2 separate regions of the Xenopus laevis genome follow, and region 2 is linked to region 1. Evidence: chromatin contacts called from public Hi-C data. All regions are on one chromosome and are shown on one strand. Each heading gives the region's core, a stretch centred on a gene start, on an enhancer-like site or on the middle of the called end of the contact. The rest is flanking DNA. Distances are from core to core; before and after follow the strand shown. Region 1 has its middle 21 kb from the start of anxa7.S. Region 2 overlaps LOC108705262 (sorbin and SH3 domain-containing protein 1).

Region 1 (6,730 bases), core at 1,290-3,789:
CGAAAATTTACCTGGCGAATGATTGCTAGCGTCTGTCTCTTTCGCTAGCGAAGTTACGTCTGCGCCCGTTAGTAAATCGGCAAACTGCCTGAAAGACGTGACTTCACCAGCGTTAGTCACTTCGCCCTTTAGTAAATCTGCCCCTATGAATGAACAAGGCCACAGACTAAAGGTTTTCTTGGAGATCACTACAAATACATTATATTTTTTTTCCAGAAATGTCAATGATGTAGGTATTTATTTACTCCAGACATTTGAAAGCTTATTTGATGTCACCATTAAAGGTGGCCATAGACGCAAAGATCCGCTCGTTTGGCGACATTGCCAAACGAGCCGATCTTTCCCTGATATGCCACTAACGGGCATGGCTATATTGGGGGTAACGTCGATCAGATTTCACAATGGGCTCCGGCAGGCCGGTTGGGACAGAATCAAACCTGTCCAATCGACCAAACGACTGATCTCCCCCGGACGAAAAATGTCGGGACTCTCAACACACGGTCCGAAAATCGTACAAATCCTCGATTAGGTATTCAAAAAAATCCAGGGCTGGATCTCCCTAATGCTGTGGGTTTGGTTGACATTATTGAAAATAAAAAAAAACTTACTAAGTCCCAAACTGCCATTCATGTTTAATAATAAGCACCCATAACGGGAATCATCAAGCTCTTGACTTTCCATAACATTTCAGATTACATATGGGGTTTATATTATCTTGTATATGCAAAATAAAAATCTGATAATAAAGACAGGAGATTATATTGATTTGTGGAGGATCTAAAAACTCCCACTACCAGTGTCAGAATCTAAAATACTGGCAGACCTCCGCCCCCCCAACTTAGTACAAACTCTTCATGTCACACTGTGTTCTTAGAAACAATTCTCTTTTCTGTGAATCCTCCTAAAGCAATTTTTCTTTTTTTTTCGCCCCCTCATGCCAGATTTATTTTGCCTCTATCTTGGCTTAAAGATGAAGGATAGAGGACATTAGGCATTTGCTTCCAGGCTGCCTACCATTAGTTGGCATAAAAAAAACTGCAAAGTATCCAGATGAGAGAGGAAAAGCCTTTGACTATATGGTGGAAAAATGCTGAGTGGGAGATTGGTGCCGTGAGATAGAAAAAGAACCCAGACACAGCAAACATCATGCCTGCAAACCTTTCACTAGGAAAATCTCTGGAAAATGTAGTGTTACCTATGAAATATGCAATGTGTTTGCTGTAAGAACTGCTCCCTCGGAAACATTCCAGGACTGTTACATGTACATCTATTCCTACTTGAAGCCTACTTCAAGCCAATGTGGAATAAATTCATTGTCTCTGCTTGGGAATGCTAAGAAATAACAGCTAGATATTTAGTTATGACTAGTAATGTTCATAATAACTTTATTTTGTTTTATAGAAAGAAACATGATGAACATGTATTACAATTTTAGCTTGTTGAGTGCCTACAAGTGCCCTGCATTGCAGTTGCTCCTTGGAGCTGAGGTTTGCCTCTCGTATGTATGTAGCATAACTGAATTCTTATAGTGTAACTGCCTGCATTTAATAGGGTTGTTCACCTTTGAGTTTTAGTATTATGTAGGGAGTGAAATTCTGAGAAAATTTACACTTGGTTTTCTTTTTTTATTATTTGTGGTTTTTGAGTTATTAAGTTTTTAACTCAGCAGCTCTCCAGTCTGCAATTTCAGCTATCTGGTTGCTAGAATCCACATTAGCCTAGCAACCATGCATTGGTTTGACTAAGAGACTGGAATATAAATATGAGAGAGGGAGAGATGAGTAATAAAAAGTAGCAATAACAATACATGTGTAGCCTTACAGTGCATTCGTTTCTTTAGGTGGGATCAGTGACCCCCATTTGAAAGCTGGAAAGATTAAGAAGAAGAAGGCAAATAATTAAGAAAAACTATATAAAAATAAATAATGAAGACCAAATGAAAAAATGCTTAGAATTGATCATTCTATAACATGCTAACAGTTAACTTAAAGATAAACCACCTTTTTAATAAGATATCCCATATCAAACCCCTACAGTTGTTGGAGGCATTGATGATTCTGTGTTCTTTCTTGCCTAGGGGATGGAGTAGGGCTGGGACTGCATCAAGTACTGAAAGTACAAAAAGTCCACAAGATTCCAGCAACCGAGATCTGGATGCAATAGATCTCTCACTGAAAGGAATGGCAGCTAACATAGGCCACTCTCAATAAGAGAGTATAGATGTGGTGATACCATAGGACTCATGTACCCCATGTTTTTTTTTCTCTTACATCTACAGTAAGTAATTAAACGCTTCTGAAAACTGGTGGCATATTAACTGAAATTGGTGCCAGCATGCAGCATGTAGCAATATACCCTAGGCATTTAAAGGGGCAGTATTTAGAACTGAAAGTAAAGTTACATTCTACTTGTGGTTCCTATGAGCACAATCAAAATAAATCATCAGTCCACTGAGAAGCTCTGTATATAATGAGATGCTCTTTATCACAAAGCCAAAGAGACTGTAGCTGGGGCAGGGTCAGACTGGAGCCTTGGGGGCCCCCCAGGGCTGCAAAACAAAGGGCCCTCCTGGCGGTCCCCAGGGGACCCATCCTGACCTCTAAATTCTGCATGCATATGCGTGAAAAGGCATCAAAGCAAGAAAATGTTGTGCACTCATGTGCCTAAAACACAGCAGCACAGAAGCTGGTCAGCCGGGGGATCAGGCCCTATGAAAGCTGGGGCTCACTGGGTTTTTTACCAGTGTCCCACCCGCCCAGTCCGACTTTGGCTGGGGGAGTCCACTTTGTTTATACAGGTTGATTTTCAGTGGACTGTGGTAGTAGAATGTGAATTTATTATATAGCTAAGACTTATCAAGGTTTGGTGCAAGAAATGATATATGTATTTTCTAATTAAAAGAAAAAAGTTATGTTCAGCACAAACCATATCTGCTGAAGTCATATTGAAAAGAGTATTATACTGCCTCTTTAAGTGCTAGGCTGCACACTGGCAACAATGTCAGTATTTTTAATGGCAGCCCTGGTTTTGGGTATCAAGGCCAGTCTCCTCCTGGGTCGCACAGCTCCCACACCCTGACCAATTATATTGCTCCCCTGCCAGAGACTGGGTCAGATGACTTCACTGGTGGGTGAAGGGGAAAATCAGGGAAGTGTTACAAATTACTACAAAACAATATCTGTCCTCATAACTTTGTCTTCAATAAAATAATCTACAAAAATTAACTGTCAGAAGGTGTACACCCAAAGAATAGCAGGTTATGGAAACATATTTCTATGGTTTTTAGAGTCAGGTTTTATGTGTTATTACAGTTTTGATAATGAAAGTGAATTGCCATTTAAGCTGCAAGTCACATTTTCCCTAAGAGGTTGCTTATCTTACCGTAGTTGTTATAATTGTTTCTTAAATTGTTACAAATGTATTGAATTGCACCTGCCACATATTCTGGGCTCTCTGCCAAAAGCCTCTTATTTAATTAAGTTTTAGAGATTTTTTATCTTTTTCTGGCTGTTCAGTGCAGTCGGGACATTTCAGTAACAATCCGGGTCAGTGAAATGTAAGGAGAGATAATAGTATGTAAAGCAAAGAGACAAGGAGAATAAAGAGATTGAGTGAAGAGGAGAGAAAAGATGGTTTGCAGTGTGGGCATAAGGTTTTCTGGTGAGACCATGTCATTGCAGTCCAGCAGACTGGGCCGGGGGAGCACCGGAAAAATAATCTGATTGGCCTCGCACCTCATGGGCCCCGCCGACCCAGGACTGTCTCCGTCCCTCCCTGCTGCCAGGGTCTGCAGCCCACCCCCCAAGAGAAGAGAGGAGGTACTAAACTGGGTGTTGGGGGTGGGAGTTTGTGAATGGGTGAGTGTAGTGGGCCCTTAGGGTGGGGCCCCAGTGAGCCCCGAACTTCATGTCTGACACTATTGCAGTCCAACACTCATTTTATCTGTTTATGAAACTTGTTCGCATTAAATACATAGTGCCATTTTTGGATCCATTTCATCTGAAGAATATTCCTGGAACCAGAAAAAAAGCAAAATTAAATATAGCTCATATACGGAATGTTTAAACAAAATTCCTAACAAAATACCAACTCTCCTTGTTATGTGTTCTTTTTGGCCTGAATTTCTTTAGGGCTATGTCTAACATTCAGGATGTTAAGCAATCACTGGCTAATATCAAACTTTGAATTTCCTTGAGAAAAACATCTGCCTCAAAATATCTGGATTTCCTTGGTGAATTATATGAAGCATTAGGGTCGTCCCACAAGGGTTTGCCTGGTTGTTGTATTAAAATAAATATATTTAAAATCGTGCAATAGCTTTGGTTGGAAGACTGGCGGCAACAGCTCGGAAGACGATACTGCAATAATGGTTAACTTCTGACCCACCATCCATACTACTGGTAAAATAAAAATTATCATATTTTCCATATGGACTGGTTAGAAGCAAACCAGAAAAGAACAAACATTTTTAACACATGGATAACATACATAAAATCTCTTCCAGAACAAATCTGACATTTTACGGTCTACACATTCAGACATACAACATGGTATGACACTGAAACTTTAAAAGAACACCTACTTGTTGTGGAATCATCCCTATGTCTTAGACTTAGAACCTTGCAGCAAGAACAGGAACGACTATAATATGCACCCTCCAGGAGTCATCAAATTAACAAATTATTGGCCTCTCATTTACAAAATTCTTCATAGGGTCTCATAACTGACTTCAAAGGAGCTGAAAATCTATCTACAGATGGAAGTTTACTCACCACCGGCCTTAAAGCGGGCACAGATCCCTAAACATAATATGATATAGATCCATAAACCTTACCTTGTTAATAATCAATTAAAAATTGTGACATTCCAATAAAACAGTGGTAGAACAAACCCTAGAATTATACCTCCATAGACCAGACCTATCGAAGATATTGATGTATTTATATGTGATCTTAATGAATCTGCAACCCAATACTCTCCTCAAGACCAAATAAAAATGGAGAGAAAATATATGAGATTTGGATGAGGAGATGTGGGAAGAGGTCCTTGATTGGGTACCCCAACTTACTATGTCAGCTAGGGACAGGTATATTCAGATTAAATTATTCAGAATTATACTTGACCCCACAGAGACTGTCCAAAATATACCAGGGGGCCTCTGACCAATGTCCCAAATGCTGAAATTATGTTGGTTCCTTTTATGATGTGTTTTGGGAGTGTCATATATTGAGCATACACTTGCATTTCCCAACATATTGTCACCAATCGTGTGCTTATTGTGCATAGCAGGTGACCTGAATATAAGAAACCATAAGAAACTATGAATAGGAGAGGCCTGAGTTGAAAGATAAGTAATAAAAAGTAGCAATAACAATACATTTGTAGCCTTACATTCCATTTGTTTTTTAGATGGGGTCAATGGCCCCCTATATGTAAGCTGGAAAGAGTCAGAAGAAGAAAGCAAATAAATAAAAAACTGTAAAAAATAAATAATGAAAACCAATTGAAAAGTTGCTTGGAATTAGCTTTTCTAAAACATACTAAAAGTTAACTTAAAGGTGAACCACCCCTTTTAGCCAAAGAGTATATCCTTTTATGGAAGAAACTGGCCAACAAATCCCTCAAAAACAAAAGCTGGTATTGGTATACCTTACCTTAATAGGGGATGTGGCACAATGTGTCCAGATTGATCTGTACAGTGCCAGGACAACACTAAGATGAAAAGAAAGTGCAGAAAGGTACTAATTCTAAACCTTCCTGAACATGCATCCCTATTCAGTATTTTCTTATTCTTTCCTGGCAGTTGCTTGGTCCCACTAATTGCATGAGAAGGGATATATGCCAAGAGATGATATACATATAACACTCTGGCATATAAAGGAACAGAAGCAAGTAAAATGTAGGACATGTTCAAACAGCTTGCAGGGAGTCAGAACAATTAAGTGGCACTGATGTTGGTTCTTTAAGATCCCACTTAAAGATGGCTATACACTGGCACATTTGCTTGTGTGAATCAACCAATTTTAGGACTATCTGATAAAATTGACTACTTATCCTTACATTGATGGGGTGCAAACAATTCTAAAATTCATGATTGTTCAGACAACAGCCTCCCAATAGTAGATCAGACAGGTTTAAAATTTTTCATGGTGAAATGATGAAATCGTCATTGGATGGGATGGTCAGAAAATCATTGTTGCATGAACTTTTAGGGCAGGGGTCCACAATCTTTTATACCTGTAAGCCACAGTCAAATGTAAAAAGAGTTGGGGAGCAACACAAGCATGAATATAGTTCCAGGGAGGTGCCAAATGAGGGTTGTAATTGGCTCTTTGTAAGCCCCCATGTGGACGGACTGGCATCCTTCAGGAGTCGCTGTTTGACAGTACACCGGGTTTTTATACAACCAAAACTTGCCTCAAAGCCTTGAATTAAAAAATAATCACCTGCTTTGAGGCTACTGGGAGCAACGTCCAAGGGGTTGGTGAGCAACATGTTGCTTATGAGCTAATGGTGCTAGCAGGGGTGTATGCAGTTGTGGTGCAGAGAAAGCATTTATTCACTCTACAGTACAATTTAACCATAAACTATGTTAAACCATAACACACACGGGGGGTCATTAATACAGTAATTAAATTCGCAACTTATGAAAACTGTTTTGCGGAAATTTTCTCCAGCACCAAAGTTGTGGCATAATTCAAATGCAGAGTGTTTGCATATATATTCGCAA
Region 2 (7,608 bases), core at 1,131-3,630, 150 kb before region 1:
GTCATTGTAGTTTTCTGACTTTCCAGCTGAACCGGAGAGGTCCGAAGAGTGACTGCTCCTTTCCCTGCACAAAGTTTAGCAGGATCCACATCTACATAGAATATAACGGAACAAGAGTCAGGATTACACAGCACATTGATTACTTTATAGAAAGGATCCAAAAAGCACAGCTTCTATAAGTGACCTTATGCACTCCCGTGATCTAAAATCAATCTTTGATCAATATACAGTACTTGGTTAAATAACAACATTCACTTTCAAGGGGTAGTTCACCTTAAAATAAATTTTAAGGGGCCTATTTATTTAACCTCAAAATTTTCTGGCTGAGTTTTTAAAGGGGGGAAAAAACTCAAATATTTCAAGATTTATTATGCTCTGAAGCTGCAAAAAATCCAAAAATACTCCAGAGAAAACCTGTCAAAATTATGTAGAAGTCAATGGCAGATGGTCCCTTTAACAATTGGAACATGTTCTTTACCTTCAGGATTCTCAATAGTTTCGGACTGTTTGTGCTGGTTTTTGTTACATAATCTGAATAATTCAAGTTTTTCTGAAGTTAACTCCAAAAAGTCGTTCGATTCGAGCGTCAAATCAGGAAAGTCACACAATTCAAATTGACGCACAATTTCTTTGCAACGTGTTTTTGCACCGATTTTTTCGAGAATAATTATTGTATAAATTAAGGGGATTTGGGTTTGGTCAAATTTATTTTGACTTATAGTGAGAAACTGCAATTTTTATCAAATACCCCCGAAGAATGAATGTAAGAGGGATATCCTACAACAATTTGCAATTGGTTTTAATTTATTATTTTTGTAGTTTTTGAGTTATTCAGCAGCTCTCCAGTTTGCAATTTCAGCTATCTGGCTGCTAGGGGCCAAATTATCCTAACAATCATACAGTGATCTTAATAAGAGAGCAGAGAGAGGAATATGAATACGAGAAGCCTGAACAGAAGCCTGAACAGAAAGATGAGTAATAAAAGTAGCAAGTAACAATAATAATAAATGTGTAACCTTACAGAGCATTTGTCTTTTAGATGGGGTCTGTCTATAAAAAAGAAAAAATTAAGGCCAATTGAAAAGTTGCTTATAATTCTATAATATACTAAAAGTTGGCTTTAAGGTGAACCATCCCTTTAACATCTAACGCTGGGGGTTAAAGGAATTTGAATAATTCAAAAGATGCAGTGTTAGTTTAAAGGTTAAATGCACATCAATGCCAATGCAAAAACTTAAAGAAGGCATGACAAAGTGGAAATACATTAAGGCAAAATGTTATGGTTCCGGTGAAAGCCATATGTCAACATTATCACCATGAGTGAAGGTGCAAGCAGAGCAGAGAGCGCTAAAGCAAAATTAACATCTTACTTCTCATCACACCTACATAAAATGTGATCTTGTTGTGATTCACAGTGAATTGCAGTTATACAATGGCAGTATCCACAGGCTTTGCATAAGGTACCCACGAGTTAAGTGGCATAAATATTATACATTTACATACAATAACAAGCTTTCAAAAGTGTAGATTGTGCATTGAAATTATTTGTAGTTAAAATGAATTCTTCCCAGACACAAACACAACTGTACCACCAAGTGGTCACACACAGATGGTGCAGCACATTATTCTGAGATTATTAAGGGATATGGTATAAAGCAATGTTAAGGGCACAAAAAAGATTTAGTCTCATATATTACTGAAACTTCTTCCTTTAAAGCAAGTTTTATGCACATGAATGCCATAAAAATCTATTTGCACTTAATATATTGCTTGTCGAACAAAATTAATGTGATCTTAAAATTGTTTACTGAAGCTGGCTGCACAGCAGGTTGTATAAATAAATAAAAAATAGTTCCTTAAAAGTCCACAAGAGATCAAAACAACCTATAACATTTCTAGAGTTTTGAAGCTTATTAGTTACAGTATACTGTATATTCATATCAACAATATTAACAGCAGGGGCTGGTGCTACTCTTATTCACCAACACTACAACTTTCCCACTTAGTTAATAATATTTTACACTTTTCACACACAGCTGCCATCTGTCTCTGGATTATGTAATACAAAGTGATCTGGACTCTTCCTTTAAACTCTCAACATCCCACTGACAGTACTCACCCTCTAGTTCTTGCTTTTGTTTATAGACTTTTCCTAGTTATTTAGGTACTATAACATGGTTTTTTTAAAAAAAGTGAATTAAATAGGTTTCTCCTCCAATCAGAATTAATTTTATAATAATTTTATAATGTTATAGAAACAGTGGCAAAACTACCAGGGTCCGCACCCCTTCAGGCCTGCTGAAGAGGCAACAAAGACCTTAGCCTAGGGCAGCAACTAGGGGCAGCATGCCGCCCAGCCACTTCATAGGGAGCTGTGCGCCCAACCCCAGTTCGTGGTGCTTGTGCGCGTGTGCGGGGGATGGGGGTAGTACGGGAGCCCGCCAAAGAAATTTGGCCCTGCCGCCGGCAGCTCTGGTGGATGTGAATCAAAATACTGCTATACTGTGGGTAAGGGCACACGCAGGGGCGCTCCACCAATGAGGTGAGTTGAGACACTCGCCTCAGACGGCAGCGCCCCCCTGGTTGCCTGGGGCGGCAAAAATGCCGCTCCTGGTAACTAAGAGATGAATTTCCGGTTTTCAAACCGGAAATTCGGCTCTTCTAGTGCAGAGAGCACTATTGCGCTCTCTGCACTAAGCATCGCAGACCGCCCCTGCCCTCTCCGGCGCTGTAAAGGTTAGTGCCATGGTGAGGGGTGGGGGCGGCGAAAGAAGGCCGCCTCAGGCGGCATAATAGCAAGAATCGCCCCTGGGCACACGCTAAGATTCGGGGAGATTTAGTCGCCCGGTGACAAATCACCTCTTCTTCGGGTGACTAATCTCCCCAAAAATAATCTTAATAGCTGGCGGTATGGCACTCAGATTGCTTAATTTTCAGAAGTCGCCTGAAATTGCCTCACGGGGAAACATCGGGCGACTTGGAAAACTAAGCAATACAAGTGCCATCCTGCTGGCGATTTAGATTCTAGCCGGAAAAGGCTTTTCAGGGAGATTAGTTGCCCCAAATCTTAGCGGGTGCCCTAACAGTATAGCAGTATTTTGCGATTTGTTGACGGGCGACTAAATCTCCCCGATCTTCGTTGTGTCTCTGCCCTAAAAGGTAAATAACTACAATTCTGCCATGTGATTTCCAAAGCCAGCTTGTGGTCCTAAAGCAGAGATTCATCTAAAACTGGGCTTCTTGCACTGGCAATCTGTGGGTTATGGCAAATGCCAGACGGGCTGCGATAAGGTGCCATAGAAAGTCAGTATTTAGTGGGCTGGTGGGGGCTTTTTGGGCCTCTGTGTACCTGAAATGCCAGGGCCTATTTTAATTCTCAGTCCAGATCTGATTGCAAGTGTGGTGCATTTGCTTTCTCCATATAGGTCTTGACTTTATAATTACGGGTGTACAAAATCCAGGAATCAAGTCAGTATTTGGTTAAATCCTAGGATTATCTGAAAGGTGCAGACCGTTTCAGGCCAATGTTTAGGGAATAACCATGTTGATTTCATAAAGGAACTCTTGCGGTGCAATTGCTATTGTGATGCTAAACTCTATAGTTAGTATAGATATGGGTATATAGAATTTATGTGAAAGTAGGGAGGGGTGTGTGTGGATGCTGGGTTTTCATTTGGAGGGGTTGAACTTGATGGACTTTGTCTTTTTTCAACCAGATTTAACTATGTAAGTATGTAACTGCTGCATAGCACAAGAAGCATGAACTTTTTTTTTTACAGAAGCCAAAGTTAGTGTTTCTTTGGACACACCTCTTGAATCTTGGATGAATCCACAAGTTTTGCTGAATAACAATGGGGCTCGGTGATGAGTGGCAGAACAAAACAAAAAGCCTCTGCTTGACTTATAGGAAAACTGTCCCTAGATGCATGCCTTACTTCCTGGTTTACAGGAAATTACACAATGCATGCCTTACTTCCTGGTTTACAGGAAATTACACAACACCACTCCAGATGTCAGCTAGGGGGCCCCAAATGGAAAGAAACTCAATCACTTGTACTTCTGTGTCTAGTTGTGGCATAGCATTTAGGAGATCTTAACAAATAATTCTCATGGAATTGTCAAAGCTACAGATATATAATAGATACCTGCACATTTTCAGTTTTAGTAAACAAAAATCTTGTAAAAAAAATTCTTTGAGAAAACATGGAGACTCAATGAAATGATTCAGTAGATCCTCTAGACATCAGTACCATACAACTGTGTAAATAACATTTCACGATCAAAGGCTGAACCTGAAAATTTAGCTTTTAGGTATGTATGAACAGATCATCTGTGACTGTAACCTGGCATAATAAAATATATAATCCATCAATAAACATGCTTATGCCATTCTCTGTGTTTATCAAACTACTGTCATACCGAAATATGGCAGAAAGATACAAAATAGCACATACATTTCATGATAAACTTCCCCCTGCAATCACATAAATAACATTCCTGCAGTTTCAACCTTAGCCAAGCTCCACAAATGCAGTATCTGTTTAGTTGAAGTTAAATTCTAAAGATTCTATCGGGTCCACCAAAGTGAATCCTGCATCCCAATAGCTGCTGATAAACTACATCTCCAAAATGATGACATAGTCAAGAGCGAAGCATAGTGGGCATTTATTTCACAAAAAGCTTTTACATAGCTGCGCATGTAAGACCCATGCATTGGCAGTATACAGAGACATTAATGGATTCCATAGAACTTAAAACACAGAAAGTACAAATACAGTAAGAATGGAAATGGTGTGGAAATATAATCAAAATAGAAAAAAAAATCTGTTCACCCAAAATCAGCACATTATGATTTAATGTATTCTGCACATACCTCCCAACTGTACATTTGGTATATTTAAGACCACATGCTTATTCTGCATCAACCCCTGATTCACTTTAATCCCTACCCACTTTGGGTCAGAACACCTGAAGGAAGTGAAGACAGTTGGGAGGTAAGCCTGCAGCATCTAGCAAGCATAATGGATTATAGCAAAGTTCATATAAAAACAATGTGATCTGAATGCCGAATCAGGATCCAAACAAGACACATTACTTAATTTGGCAGCAAACATATACCTGCAGTTGGAACAAGATCAGGAAAACTTTTCACAGTCTTCACCGGAATGATTTTAACAGCAGAGACTGAACGGGCACTTAAAGGAGATGCATCTGCTGCAAACACAAAAAGTGTAGAGAGTGTATCCCCCCAAAAGAAAAAAAAATCAAGAGTAACGTTTCATCAGCTGCAAATTTCACTAACATTAGTGATTAGTATTAGCGGTCTAACAAAATAATGACTTGCTTCATTGTATACAATTAGAAGTGTACAAACAAACATGAATTTGCTGCATTGTGACAAAAAATTTTATAACATGGTTACATTAAGCCATTAAAAACGTAAAAGTTCCTGCTGTACAGGGGATCATCCTGTTTTGCTACCTAACACTGACTATAGTAAAAATCTGACACTACTATCCAGAGGGCCATAAAACATGTTATTTTCGACATCATCTGTACCATTTGTGTCAGTTGGATTTTCATTTTACAACATGACAGATGGCATGGTTAGGTTTTGGTGTTATTCTGCAGGGAAGCCAGAGTGTGCCATGGTCCCAAGGATGGCCCATGCTAAATTTGTATGCACAGAAAAATCTTATTTTGGTATTTAGGTACAGGACTGCCATGTTGCCTATGGCAATAGGCAAAAACATATGGTAAAACACAATAATAATGATATTGAGAACATAGAAAATCCTGTGCTGTGGTATTTTTAGGTTACGTAAAGGTGAATGGTAGCTAAAACTAGCTAATAATTAGTGATACACCGAATCCAGGATTCGGTTCGGGATTCGGCCTTTTTCAGCAGGATTCAGATTCGGCGAAATCCTTCTGCCCTGCTGAACTGAATCTGAATCCTAATTTACATATGCAAATTAGGGGCGGGAGGGGAATCACATGACTTTTTGTCACAAAACAAAGAAGTAAAAAAAGTTTTCCCCTTCCCACCCCTAATTTGCATATGCAAATTCGGATTTGGTTCGGTATTCGGCCGAATCTCTCGAGAAGGATTTGTGGGTTCGGCCGAATCCAAAATAGTGGATTCGGTGCATCCCTACTAATAATAGTAAATATTTTTAGCCTTTTCCCTTTGCTGGTAACAAGAGGCACTCACCATACATGTAATAGAAAGTGAAGAAGCATGGCATGCAAGGTCTTCAGGCTCTACTATAGGGAGCTTCTTCAACAGGGATCTGAAACTGTTGCTAAACTACAAATCCCAACACCTTCCAGCAGCCAAACTCTAATAGAATGTGAGTTATGGGGCACAACATGCGCAATTTCTCACCAGCCAGGTTGTCATTTATTTCACCTGCTCCTTTAACTGTGATAAGGAAACTACTGGGAGAGATGTTAAACCTTTAAAGGGGAACTATCGCGAAAATGGAAATTTAATATAAACTTTTAGCATACTAAAATAAGAAGTTTTCTAAATATAATCAATTAAACATTCTTTACCGTTTCTGAAATAATCAAGTTTATCTTCACTATCCCCTCTCACCACCTGTTTCTCTTCATGCAGGAGTTGGGTGTCAAATATTCATTAACAGTTAGAGCCAATATATCTTATAGGGGGGCTCCTTTTGCCTATAAGATATATTAGAGTTCACTCTTTAAAATCACCAGACATCATGTCTCTCCACATGCAGAATTTGTGCAAAACTCAGTTATTTTGTTAGGTTTTGTTTGTACTGGAATCAGTTATTTGAGTGAAGCCCCCTTATAATATAAATTGTATTTTTTTTTTAAACACAAAATCAAGTTCTTTTTGTGTGCTCTCTATTCCAGCAAGCTGTCCTCCGCTTGACCTGGTATGCGTATTAAGAGCGAAATACGACAGCATTGGGTCCGACCCAGACACTATATGGCCAAAAGTATGTGGTCCTCCCTTTTGCTACTGTAACAACTTCTATCCTTATGGGAAGGCTTGCTATTAGCTGTTGGCACATTGTTGGTGACATTTTCTTCCAATCATATCCAAGAGTTTGGACATTGATGTTAGGAGATAGGCATGCTGCACATCAGAATTCCAATTTGATTGGTCAGTAGACTATGGGGTGCCGTTTGTCCCAAATACATTCTGTATACAAAACTATCCCTAATACACAGAATTAATGTCTCTCGTGGTATATATAGTGAATAAAGTATCCCCTCTTGTAATATATAAGGATATTATAAGTTATCGAGGAGTTTCATGACCATATAAAAACACGAGGCCGAAGGCTGAGTGTTTTTATACAGGTCATGGAACTCCGAGGTAACTTCTAATATCCTCATATTTTGCAACTGGGGGTACTTTATTTATTATAAAACACAAATTTCAGTGAGTCATGTGACAGAAATGACATCAGAACTCACCGTTTATAACTGATGACACCAGAACTCACCGTTTATAAGGATATAATTTACAAGATATTCATGGCTTTTGTGTATTATAAGTATTTATGACCATACATAGATAAAAAAAATATACAAAATACTTATTTCTAGTAAAGAATGAGAACAAAA

The links. Hi-C and Micro-C count contacts between places; a contact is called where the count stands out from the background.
Region 2: a Hi-C map of the XL177 cell line shows a contact between it and region 1, with 3 times the contacts expected there. The contact joins two enhancer-like sites.

What each region holds. Positions count from the first base shown.
Region 1 is chr7S:28,710,905-28,717,634 of Xenopus_laevis_v10.1, reverse strand. No RefSeq gene overlaps it. Among protein-coding and RNA genes, the nearest start is that of anxa7.S, 21 kb to the right of the region's middle. Within about 2 kb of position 2,539, at least 2 of the 7 cell types and tissues checked have an H3K27ac peak or open chromatin away from gene starts, as enhancers often do.
Region 2 is chr7S:28,855,128-28,862,735 of Xenopus_laevis_v10.1, reverse strand. LOC108705262 (sorbin and SH3 domain-containing protein 1) reads right to left here. Exons shown (of 33, transcript XM_041571065.1): 4 at 5,119-5,214; 5 at 1-91. Among protein-coding and RNA genes, the nearest start is that of LOC108705262, 61 kb to the right of the region's middle. Within about 2 kb of position 2,380, at least 1 of the 7 cell types and tissues checked has an H3K27ac peak or open chromatin away from gene starts, as enhancers often do.